3 separate regions of the Rattus norvegicus genome follow, and regions 2 and 3 are each linked to region 1. A link is a contact called in public Hi-C data. All regions are on one chromosome and are shown on one strand. The core of a region is the stretch at or near the end of the contact, and the rest is flanking DNA. Distances in the headings are between cores, read along the strand shown.

Evidence for each region. Hi-C and Micro-C count contacts between places; a contact is called where the count stands out from the background.
Region 2: a Hi-C map of kidney shows a contact between it and region 1, with 2.7 times the contacts expected there. The contact joins the promoter of Cybrd1 here to the enhancer-like site in region 1. A contact is called at or near these places in 3 of 12 Hi-C or Micro-C datasets (hepatocytes, kidney and psoas muscle).
Region 3: a Hi-C map of liver shows a contact between it and region 1, with 6 times the contacts expected there. The contact joins two enhancer-like sites. A contact is called at or near these places in 9 of 12 Hi-C or Micro-C datasets (the A7r5 cell line, Schwann cells, hepatocytes and 4 more) and 1 of 1 datasets of contacts at active chromatin or transcription factors (oligodendrocytes).

The regions. Positions count from the first base shown.
Region 1 is chr3:75,923,869-75,927,904 of GRCr8, reverse strand. No RefSeq gene overlaps it. Among named protein-coding and RNA genes, the nearest start is that of Gorasp2, 43 kb to the right of the region's middle. Within about 2 kb of position 1,809, at least 12 of the 93 cell types and tissues checked have an H3K27ac peak or open chromatin away from gene starts, as enhancers often do. A contact at or near this core is called in kidney and liver, where this site is marked.
Region 2 is chr3:76,340,551-76,344,586 of GRCr8, reverse strand. It overlaps Cybrd1 (cytochrome b reductase 1), which reads right to left and starts at 1,994. Exons shown (of 4, transcript NM_001011954.1): 1 at 1,797-1,994. The coding sequence starts at 1,989.
Region 3 is chr3:76,252,893-76,256,928 of GRCr8, reverse strand. All of the region lies in intron 1 of Mettl8 (methyltransferase 8, tRNA N3-cytidine), which reads left to right. Among named protein-coding and RNA genes, the nearest start is that of Mettl8, 16 kb to the left of the region's middle. Within about 2 kb of position 2,253, at least 20 of the 93 cell types and tissues checked have an H3K27ac peak or open chromatin away from gene starts, as enhancers often do. A contact at or near this core is called in liver, where this site is marked.

The DNA of each region.
Region 1 (4,036 bases), core at 560-3,059:
GGAAACGTGTCACTATGGAGGTGGGCTTTGAGGTCATATGTGTGCTTAAGCTCCACCCAGTCTGGACCAGTCTATTTGGATGCTTTCGGATCACGACGAAGAACTCTCAGCTATTTCTCCAACACCATGTCTGCCTGCATGCCACCATGATAATAATACTGGACTGAAACTGTAAGCCAGCCCCAGCTGAGGGTTTTTCTTTGTAAGAGTCACCTTGTTCACAGTGTCTCCTAAGATGTGGGTCTCCCTGCCCTCACGGATCATAGGCCGACTTGGTCCACAGGGGCAAAGATAGCAGAGATGTTGAAAGGGTTGGAGTTTGGAAGCCCTGGGAGTATGTACAGTGGATGACCACACGACTACTGCTTGTCAGTAGGCAGATTATCTTTACTTAGGGTGACTGGAGGCTTATAAAGTTTTCAGGGACTGAAGGTAGGGACATCTAAGATGAGCAAAGATCATTGGCTGGGGGCTTTAAGGAACCTGGAATGCCTCGTTAGCATGGGGAATCATTTCTGTAATCTCAGATGCCGGCTGAATGAATGTTTTCTCTGGAGAAAGGAGTTTGATCCTATAAACTAATTAAGGCTATATGACATTCCTCAGGTAGAGGCGGCGGGGGGGGGGGGTTAGAATACCCCAGACAAGACCACAGAAAGAGAGGCCCTGCTACAGAAAGGAGTCTCACAGTTGTGCCCTGCCCAGAGGCTATCCCGTTGCAGTAGACTTGGGCCTTGTTAAGCAGAGCTTTCCCATGCTAAGACACCCTGAAAATTTTTTCTTCAATAGGTAAGATTTGAGTGTGTAACCTGAATTCAGAATTTGTTTCCATAAAACCGAACCAAAATGGTAGAAAGTTTCAAGTGAATAGCAGGGTGTGTGGCTTGTACCTGAGGCCTCAGCTCGGATCCCTCAGGCGGAGCCCCAGCCTTCAGCTTGGGCGGGTGTGGATCACCTGCCCAGGCAGCACACTGAGGGCACAGAAACAGCATCACAGTGTGGAAACAGGACGCTGACAGCTCTCAAAATGAGGATCCAAGTTTCTAACATCGCTGTGTGGAGTAAAGGTCACTGTACTCTGAACTATGCCCAGCACTTAGTAAATGCCAGCATCCACTGCTTTTTTTAAAAACTCCAAGATCATCGCTTTTGCCTTATGCACAAAGAGAAGTCTATTGTGATAATTTAAATTCCTGCAAGAAAAAAGTAATTTCTCAATGTTTGAATCAAGTTTCAAGGAAGAGATGATTGGATTCCCAGAAAAGGGAAGGCAAGCAAATGGAGTGACTAGGAACCGAGTTTGCAGGGGAAAGGCCCAGGAACTGTGTAGAACCAGCCAGAAGCTGCTTTGGCCAGTATGCTGTTTGCTCAGAAGCTCTTCTGTGCTTTTCTGTCATCTCTCTGTAACAGCCATTTGGAGTAAGATGGAGGAGGGAGGGTCTGTTCTTCCACAGAGGAAGCCGATGTGACAGAGCCTCATGGTCACTGATGCATCCGAAGGGGAGGAGGGAAGCTAAGCATAGTGAAAAGTACCTGCAACCTCAGTATCGGGATGTGTCGAGGTGGGAGCATTAGTTGAAGCCCAGGGCCAGCCTGGCAGGGCCTATAAAAGGTAGGTAGGTAGACAGACAGACAAAGCCCAACCTATCTATCTTTGGAAGCCTGAAATGTCACTTTTCAGTAGTGACAAAAATCAAAGAGCATATGTGACTTTTTTTTTTATCATCATAAAAGAGCAAACCCAAAGAAAAGTATTGGAACGATGTCAGCACACACAGTTAGAGGCAGTGAGTCACCGGAGAGCACCCTCATGTTGGAACGATGTCAGTGCACACAGAGGCAGTGAGTCACTGGAGAGCACCTTCGTGTCTAAGCTCACTTCAGGTAACATGAAAGTGAGGTGCAAACCAGTGCTCCCTGCTGTGTTCCCTTGCCTTCTGCAGTCAGATGAGACTACCCACAAATTGGACATGCATGCCCTCCCTGAAAGGCCTCTAGGGTGTTGACGCCTCTCATGGAAAAGCAGAAAGCAGCTCCAAGCTTCTCCCTGCCCACTGCTGTTCTCTTCCTGTTGAAAGCTTTTGAACTGACTCAGTAGCTCACTCAAAAGAAAGTTCTGGAAGTATGGAAAAGTTTCAATGCATCCCTCCCAAGTCTTGGAATTGAAAAGTATATGCTCCTGTCCCTTCGTGCATGTCACTGTGGGTTGTTCAGCACGGCCTTCCACAAAGAATCCTGACCACGAAGTGACTCCATTCCAAATTTTCATGTAAGCTTCAAGGCTCTTAGGCTGTTGGGAAAGCCCTGGGCCAAACACCATGACCCCACCGTCCAATCTGAGTTAATTGCCTGCTGTATATGTGTTCATTCATCCACTTAGCAGGAAGTCTTCTGTAAGACAGGGTAGTCATCAAACGTAGACACCGAAGTTGCCAAAAAAAAAAAAAAGGAATATAATATTTGGCAGTGTGTTTAGGTGTTTCAGTTTTCAATTATTTTGTCTACTAATGACCAAATTACTAGTTTCTTTTTAAATATGCAGAAGGGTAATGTGGAGATGTGGGGTCTGGTTTGGAAGTCAGTTCCGGCTTTGTCTAGTCACTAACTCCTATGGGAGGCTTCTACGTCTGCAAACTGTTTATTGACTCCCCTGCCTGGCAGGACCTAGCACAGGAAGTGAGTTAGCACAGCAACCCACACCTGAGTGCCTAAGAGAGGGTTAGGCATGCCATCCCCACACCCTTGGAAGCATTCGGAGGCCCTAAGGAGATGGACGACTGGGCAGCAGCCAGCCCCTGGGTTTGGTATGCTTTTGAACCCCTATCTGGGCAATGGGAGGCCTGCCTGTGCCTCTCAGGAGTCCCTCACCTGCCCTAGCACACTCAGTTTTGGGAGGCCTAGAGCACATTCCTGGGGGTGCAACTGGGTAGGTTGGATCCTCTTTCCCAGGCTAATGCTGCTGCCCACCTTGTACTCTGTGAATCTGAAGCCACTGTGGACCCTAACACTGGTGGCTTCTGGACTAAGCTATCCCAGGGCTTGTTAACTTTTTTTTTCTCGTGACAATTTTAACTCTCCAGTAGGAATGGGCTTTTTCCTTCCATTTGTAAAGCTTTTTCAGAAGCATAGGCTATCGGGCAGACACATAGTTTCAATTCTGAAACATAGTTTCAAGTCTTTAAAAGAAACCTCTTTGAAGAGAGCTCCCCTCACTCCCCATTATCAGATCATACACATCAAGATTCAGAATTCCCTAGTAGTAGTGGCCATATTAAGGAATGGGAACAGCATGGGCAGGATTATCTTGTGTGTACATTGAGTCAATAGCATATTTACCTTCAAATGTACTCATCTTTGCCTCTGGCCAGCAATGTCTTTTTTTTTTTTTTTTTTTTTTTTTTTTTTTTTTTTTTTTTTTGCTTTGTCTTTTGGGAGAAAGAACTATGCTAAAGTATAGTTTATTTTTTATTTTGTTGGCTTTTTAATTCTAAAAGAAGGTCTTGACCTTTAGTATTAAGTAGGCTGATTTGTAAGAAGAAAATAATTGACTTTCTAGTGGCGCTAATGTTAAATGACCACAAAATGGCTTGTCAGCTTCTTGTTCCATGGAGTTCATTGTCTACATTTAATTCCCACATTTCTAGAAGCCATACTTGGAGATGAAATCTGGAAAATATAAAGTTCTTGGTTCTACGTTGGTTAGAGGGGATAAGCGTGCCTGCATTTGTTTAGTGGTCTGGCACAGAAGGCATGAGTGGCAATGGGGTAGCTTACTTTGAACAGTAACATGAGACCTCGAAGGGCTTTCTTGCCTGTTTCTCAGGCCAGCCATGTTGGCGCTACAATTTTCCCTTCTGGTTTGGAGAGTTTGGGTGAGATCACGATGGGAACACTGTTCTGCTCCTTTGCCGTCACCACATGCTGTTACCACAGGACTAAGAGTTAAAGCCAAGCAGGGTTTGGTCTCTGTAAGAAACACTGTTCTTTGTGTGCATTTACTCCTTCTTGGCTAACATGCAGGGTACACTTCAATAAA
Region 2 (4,036 bases), core at 745-3,244, 420 kb before region 1:
TGTCTCTAGAGGGTTTAGGATGGTTCAGTAGTTTTTCTGACTTCACTCTGCATGTATGAAAAAGCTCTTCACTGTATGAAAAAGCTAGTTCATTAACCGCCTTGTGTGATTAAAACCTGTTGCAAATCTAGAATCCTTGTAAACAGGATTAGTAATGTTGACCAGACAAGCAATAGAATGTTAGCACAAATAGACTTACTGAACTTAGGAGAAATAAGTGTTGTCTAAGAGTAGCAGATGAAAATTTCCAGTATACCCAGATACACGTTTTTTGCCCCTAAGTAAGTAAACAGATTAAGTGCAAAGTTTAGAGAACGTAGAAAATCCTTTTAGGAAAAGAGTTAAATGCATGCCAATGTGAATGGATGGCCTCAAAATATATTTTAGATGGCGTTTTGACTTGCTAAAAAGACCACTTTTCAGAAAGTGGGCACATTGCTGTGAAAGCACAGTAAGTGGAGAGCACTGGGAGGGGGAGGTGTTGAGAATAAGGCGCTGAAAAGAATTTCTGCGCCTGCTGGTTAGCTCTGGAGTCAACCCGCTTGACAGGGAACCCGCTGTCATCTGTGTTTCCCTCACCCTTAACTACAGCACTCCATCCAAACATCTAAAGGGGTTCACAGCGTCCGGAGCTGTTCTGGGTGGATGGAAGCCACGAAGAGACGTTTGGGACTATTTGATTAGACAGAGGAAGGATATTAACAACTCTGGCTAAAACTAAAGGGCTCCACCGTGAAGGGAAGAGTGGTTCTGGTGGTCGGAACTTTGGAACTTGGATATGTTTTTCGCATTTTAGGGTAGTGGCCAAATGGCTGGGAACTATGCAATGAAACGGCTTGGATGCCTACCTCACACCACAGAAGCTGAGCATTAGTAATACCTTCCCTCATATTTCCATGGAAGAAGGTTGGCCACACTTGCTGGAGGCCCTAGCACAGGTTTAAAGCATGCGGGGTAGGCGGGGACAACACACACAAAAACAATTTTTCTTCAGGAAAGAAGCCAGTGCTTCTGTGTTTGCTCGTTTGTGGGACTTTCAGTCTTGGTGAAGGAGAGGAGGCCTGTTGAGAAGCCAGGCTGCTAGAACCAGTTCCGAGCCTCTCAAATGGTTTGTGCTAACTAACCAACCCCAACACAACAGCGTTGCTTTTCTGAACGCATTCTCAATGTCACACACAGCCTTTTTGGAAAAATGAATATGGTGTGCCGCCACATTAACTGAAAGAGACAGTCAAGACGATGAGTGGCATTGCATAGCAACACACACACACACACACACACACACACACACACACACACACACACACACACGAGAGAGAGAGAGAGAGAGAGAGAGAGAGAGAGAGAGAGAGAGAGAGAGAGAGAGAGAGAGACCCGACCCCGAGCTTCCAGCCATCCTTCGGGGCCACGCTCTGCCCACACCTCCCCGCCAGATTCCAGACAGCAAAACTCTGCCACGGAACTTTCGCCACATCAACAAGTGGAGCACAGCCAGACAGCAGCCGGTGACTGATAGAAGTGCCCGGTGCTCGCGCTCGGGAGGAGAGGACAGGGCAGAGGGTGGAGAGGCACCAGCTGACCACGCTCTGCGCGGAGACTTGGGCTCCCCGCCTTCCTCTCTCCCTAGGAGACCTGAAGCAAGTTCAAAGGCAGGCCTCGCCGAAGCAGGGTTTTCGCGATCCTGACTGCTCAGGCCCTGCCCACAGAAGGAAACTTCCCTAGTTTCATGGATTCCTCGGAATCCACAGGTCCCCATCGCGCAGTGACCCCACCATCCCCTTCGAGGGTCCCAGTACCGATGCCCTGGATGAAGACGAAGCCGGTCACGGCGAGCACCGGGTGCCAGTTAAACTCGAGCGCGCCGCCGTCCCAGCCAAGCCCCTCTCGGAAGTGCAGGACCCAGATGAGCACGAAGATCACCGACAGGAAGCCCACGAGCAGCGCGGACACCAGCAGTCCCAGGAAGCCCCGGTAGCCTTCCATGGCCATCAGCAACCCATGCTCCAGGACAGACTGATGGAGAACTTGGCGTTGCTGCAGTGGCCTCGGGGTACTGGCCAGGCGGTGGGGCCAGGGCGGCGACTCCTCGGCGCCGTCTCCGCCCGTGGGGAGGGGCTTTCTCGGGGTAACAGGCTATGGGGCCTCCCGGGGGTGCCGCGGGCCCAAGCTCCAGACGGTCCCACCCCTTACCCCCTCCCTCGATCAAGAGGTCACACCGTGAGCTCTGGCTGCGTGGTGGCCACCACCTGATGAAGATCCAACTTCCTAGAGTGTGTGAGTCAGTACCTCACCAAGACAGTGCCCGGGAGCTCAAACCCACCACTTTCCTTGAACTCTTCATGCCTTGTTTCCTTATTGGTAGGGAGGGCCTGAGGGAGGGAGGAGGGAGGGAAGAGGGAGGGAGGAGGAAGGGAGAGGGAGGGAGGGAGAGGAAGAGAGAGATCCTTTGGAGGTGATGATGCCTATGGTTGCAATTAATGAAGCTTCCTGACTCCCAGAGGATGGTGAGGGCAGCAGTGAACTTGGCCTTACTTTATAGGGCTGAGACTGGTAGTGGAGCTTGCCTGTGATCCCAACATTCAGAAGGCTGAGGCAGGAGAATAGCCACAAGTGTAAAATCACTCTAGGCTACATAGTGAGTTCCAAACCAGACCCACTACAGAGAGCCTGCCTCAAAATCAAAACAGAGAGAAAGTGAAGACTGAAAGCGCAGCTGAGAACTGATTAAACCCGGTGCAGTGGCGCACATCTTGTAATTTTACCACGGGAAAAGTAGAGGCAGGAGGATCAGATGTTTAATACCATCCTCAGTTACATAGTGAGTTTGAAGCCAGCCTGAGATACATGCTACACGATCTCAATAGTAATAATGGCTGGAAACGATGGAAATAACAGAATATAAGCCACCTGCAACTTGCTGTTGAGCCCGGGAATACAGGCAGCCACTGCCCTGGACTTGCCTGGAGTATGGTAATATGGTTTTAAAGATGTCTGCCTGCTCAAACTAATGAGAGCCTAAACCTTAAAGGTCCCTAAGTGACTTATCTTGATGAAGAGGCACTGGCTCCCTGCCCTTTCCCTTTGTCATTGTCTTTCTAGGTGGGACAAGAACATTGTCAGCGTTCTATCGGAGAAAAGGGGTGCTGGATGCCACGGCTTGCAAAATGCATTTGGATGCTCCCTCTAACCCCTGGAGACCTTAAAAACACAGGAAAGGTAGCGTGTATCTGTGTGTGTATGCACACCTGTGCTTGTGGGCATGCTCACCAAGGAATGGTTTTTCCAAAGATAGGTTTTGAGGGCTACTAGGTAAAGGCACTTGTCACTAAGTATGATAACCTGAGTGTGGTACAAAGAACTTACACATAAAAAAGAAAACCTACAAGCTGTCCTCTGACCTCCACATTCACGCTGTGCTACACACACACACACACACACACACACACACACACACACCATACCACACCAAATAGATGTTTAAAATTAATTTTAAAATAACAAACTATAAATAACATCTTGAAGTTTTATTTATTCTGATTTATTTATTTATTTTATAAATATGAGAGTTTTGTCTCCATGTCCGTGTACCACTGCATGCAATGCCCACAGGGGCCAGAAGAGGGCAGTGGATCCCCTAAGACTATAGTTACAGACTACAGTTGTAAACCACTATGTGAGTGCTGGAAACTGAACCCTGGTTTGCTGGAAAAGTAGCCAATGCACTTAATAGCTGAGCCAACTCTCCAGTCCCTAAAATATTGTGTGCTTTTAAAACTAAAGGTTTGGAGCAAGGAAGTGAAGTGTCAAGGCCCTGGGGGTAAGAGTTTTGAGTCTGCAGCCTGTGACCATGTTGTTATTTTTCCCTTGGTAAGGAGATTAAACAAATGGAAGGAAGGGCATTTTGATGGGAGATTAATGTGTCTATCAGGGTCTCCATGCAGAATGAACAGCATATTTAAATTGGGTAATCCAGTAATGAACAGGACTATTTAGATTGGTGGACAGGGTTTTCACACTGTCCCAAGCCTACAGCAGA
Region 3 (4,036 bases), core at 1,004-3,503, 330 kb before region 1:
CAGCCCTGAATGCCCCCCTATGACCGGACATCCGGCAGTCATTTATTCTCAGCACGTTGACCCGTTAAGGGCCTGCACTGTCCTCTGACTGTGCAAAAATAAGCTTCTCCGACTGAAGCTGACGCCAGCATTAATCTGAGTGCAGACCATAGTGACTTCTTTCAAAGAACAGTACAAAGGGAGAGGGGTGGGGGAGTGACACCTCAGCAAGGGAACAACTCATCAAGTACGGACTGCTTCAGCTGGACATCAAGGTTAACGGCAGTGACAGCCACGCTGAGAGCAGCGCTCCTGATGTGTTGTGTCATGTTGTATCTAGCATGTACTAAGGCCTGGCTTTACTCCCCAGCCCCCAAACAAACCCAAACAAACCTCATACCCTGACCATAGTCCTGAGAAAAATGTGATAAATGTCCACCAAAGACATTCTCCAAAATACCCCTCCTCAAAACACCGGACCCCGGATACGAAGTCTTCCTTTCAGAAGCAGACCTGGGAGACACGGCAGCCAGTTGTAATGTGGCCTCCCAGCTGGAAATCTGGGAGGGAGAAAGGACATTGGGGGAAAGGAAGGAAACGGGGATGAGGTCTGAAGTCCGTTGATAATGTAGTCCATTGTTGTCAGTGGTAACAAGTGCACCAGACTGAGTCAAGAGCTGAATGGGGGGGGGGGGGGGGGCTATGGCACATGTGCAGTCACTCTGTATGTCTTAGAACAGTTCCAGACTGTGATTTAAAATCTTGTGGAGCAATTGTTTAAACTATTAAGACAAAGCTTCAATAAATTCTTTAGAGGTCCAACTGAGATGACACCAGGGTGAAAGGATTTAGAGCAACGTAATACATACTGCATCTGTTTATCGTCACCACCTTGCTCTTTAGCTGCTTAGGGCATCTCTGTAGTCATAGCTGAATCTCACTGCCTCGCTCCTCTTCTGCATATTGATTTTGGGGTTGGCATGTCAACAGAGCTGGATCCTCAATGCTTCATTCCTAAAGGAGAAAACAGCAAGACTGTAAAGGTTCATGAGAAAGCAAGACCAGAACTCGAGAACCACCCCCACCCCTTAAATGTGTATGAGTGTTGTACTCTGTCATGAGTGGTGTCCGTCTGTCATCGTGTGTGCGCCTAGCGACCAGGTTGGTGACAAGAAGGCCCTAGATCCCCTAGAACTGGAGTTACGGACGGTTGTAAGCCGTCATGTAGGTGCTAGGAACTGAACTCATCATCTGCAAGAACAAGTGCACCTTACCGCTGAGCCATCTCCCCAGCGTGAGAATTCTTAACTTTAGTTTCCTGCTTTGTGAGAGGCAGTGACTGAGTGAGGCCAAAGCCATGGAGCCTGGCAGGGCTGTCTTTCTAAGAGCATAGATAAGATTCTGAAGTTGACTTTTTTGGTCTTTAGCAGATTTCTGTTTAAGATCCTTTTTTTTTGTTTGTTTGTTTGTTTGGTTGGTTGGTTGGTTGGTTTTGGCCTTGCTGTTTGTTTGTTTTTTTGCCACAGGGTCTCTCTATGTAGCCTTGGCTTTCCTGGAACTCACTCTGTAGATCAGGCTGGCCTCCATTCTCAGTGATCCGCCTGCCTCTGTCTCCTCAGTACTGGGATTAAAGATGTGCGCCACCACCTGGCAAGATGTCCTATTTTTTGTTTTGGTTTTTGACTCAATATCTCAGATATGTGGTACTGACTGCTGTGAAACACACCTTTGTGGTCCAGGCTGGCCTTGAACTTGCAGCAGACTTCCTTCCTCTGCCACCCAAGTGCAGGCGTGAGCCGGAACTCAGTGCCAGGCATATAAGGCAAGCCCCTTTACCTGCTGAACCAACCGTCTTGTCAGCCCCTTTTTTCTTTTTAAAAGTTTTGAGACAGAAGTTCAGCTATGTAGCCCTGGCTGGCCTGGAGCTCAGGACCCTTCTTCCTTAGCTGCTGGAATCCTGTGGTTATCAATGTGGTACGCCATGCCTGTTTTTTCATGGTGCTTTCTTATTACACCTTTAAGTTGATACACAAAGTCCCACAATGTCTTTGATGGAATATATTCACAGAGCAGTTTCATTTTGATGTTTCTATTTGGTATGAGGAAAGAAAGCAATGTTTTAGTCAGGAATTGTCTTTTTCAGCAAGCAGTTCCAAGAACCAGTTCCCAAATTCCTCCCTGAAAACCAAAAGGAAAATGAAAGGCCTGTGATTGGAAGTTGTCTTTCTGGAGATGCCCAGCAGAGGGCGGGAGAGCTTCCCCGGGGCTGGCTTCCGCTTCCTTGCAAGGCTGGGCAGACCTGACTAGGGCCATCTGTGTTTGCAGTCTGACGATTAACAAGTACTATAAATGAAATGATCGTGGTGCCTCAGAACCACAGTTGCTAAATGAGGAGAGAAAACAGCATAATGGCAAATGGCGGTGCAGAGCTGTGGTCACCAGGGGACAGGAAGGGGAGGGAGGAAGAGGGAGGCACGGAGGCATCCTATGCCTGGTACAAAAAAGTGGAAAAACAAACAAAAACAAACAAACAAAAACAAACAAACAAATAAAAACAAACAACAAACAAACAAAAATAGTGGCTGTAGCTACAATGGCAGGAAAAGTGTTTAATGATATTAAATATCCTATTTGATTGTTACATGATAAGTGTTTAATATAAAACGCTAACTACCCTATTTGATTGTTACATATATGTGTATAATTTTGAAGGAAAAACAAAAGACAAGGTAGCAAATGCCTGCTATGACTGGTGAATAGGAATTTTCTAGATCCCTGGAATTTGACATCCTAATGGGGCTTCTGCGACCTTTCTAGAGTGAGTGCCACCTAGTGCCCAGGCCAGCTGCTTCCCCCTCCTTCTCTCTACTCATAGAGATCATATAGAATGTATATACTTCGTAATTTTAAAAATAATTGTTCTGTAAGTACAAGGGTACTTTGAGAATATTTTTGTTGTTCTTTGAGAGGTGGAGACAGGAAGATGAGTTCAAAACCAGCCTTGGCTATATTGCAATTTCGAGGTCAGCCTGGGTTAGGCCAGCCTAAGACCCTGTCTCAAAACAGATCACAAACAAGCCAACCCTGGAAGGAACATTTTAAGGTGTGTTGAGATCATCCATGAGGCTGAGTTAGGAACCATCTTCCTAGACAGGGACTGTGTATACGTGCATGTGTGTATTCCATTTCCAGAATAGGACCATTCAGAAGTTTTCCTTCCTTCTTTTCTCCGTTACCTACTCAGAGAATGTTTTTCTGTATTAATAAGTTTAAGGTTTTAGCAACATTTTGCATGGATATTTGGTTTTCCTCTGAAAGAGCGTACCCCAAAACGGGGAGCCGCGTCTCTCGCTCCGATCGCAGGGAGGGGTGCCCCCAGGAATCACGAGGAGCCATTCTTGATGTAACAGCAAGAGGTAGCTTTATTAACGAGATCCCGGGTCTTAGCGGGATCCCGGGTCGACACGTATCTCACACAGGAGACAGAGGAATCGACCCCGAGCTTCCAAACTCGGGGGTTTATATAGGGGAGGTAAGGGGCATTCGAGAGGTTACACATGATTGGTCAATTCAAAAGGTGCACGGTTACTTTCGGCTCGAAATGACATCAGCAAGGAGTATGTGTTATCTAGCAGCTCGGCAGGCAGGTAGGGTGGCTCATCTCACTCAGGGGGGTGAAGGAAGGGGAGGGGGTGGCTATGGATGGTCAGTGTCCTTGGGGCTGATAGCTGGTTTGGCAAGTCCTATCTCTGGCTCTCCCTCAGGCACTTCCGGCCCTGCACATCCGGACTCTGACAATGAGCAACCTTTATGAAACTCTAGTTCTGCACCTCTCTATGGATATGCATTTAATAATTTAACCAGCACTATAAAAATAACTATTTATACTTTTCCAGCATATGTATAAACAGTGCTGTGACAAATTTTTAACATATTCTGATTATTAACAGATCATCTTTCTAAAAATAAAATTTTCTATCATGTTTTGCCATGGTGGTACATACGTTTAATCCCTGCACTATGGAGCCAGAGGCAGAGGCCTAAGCAGATTTCTAAG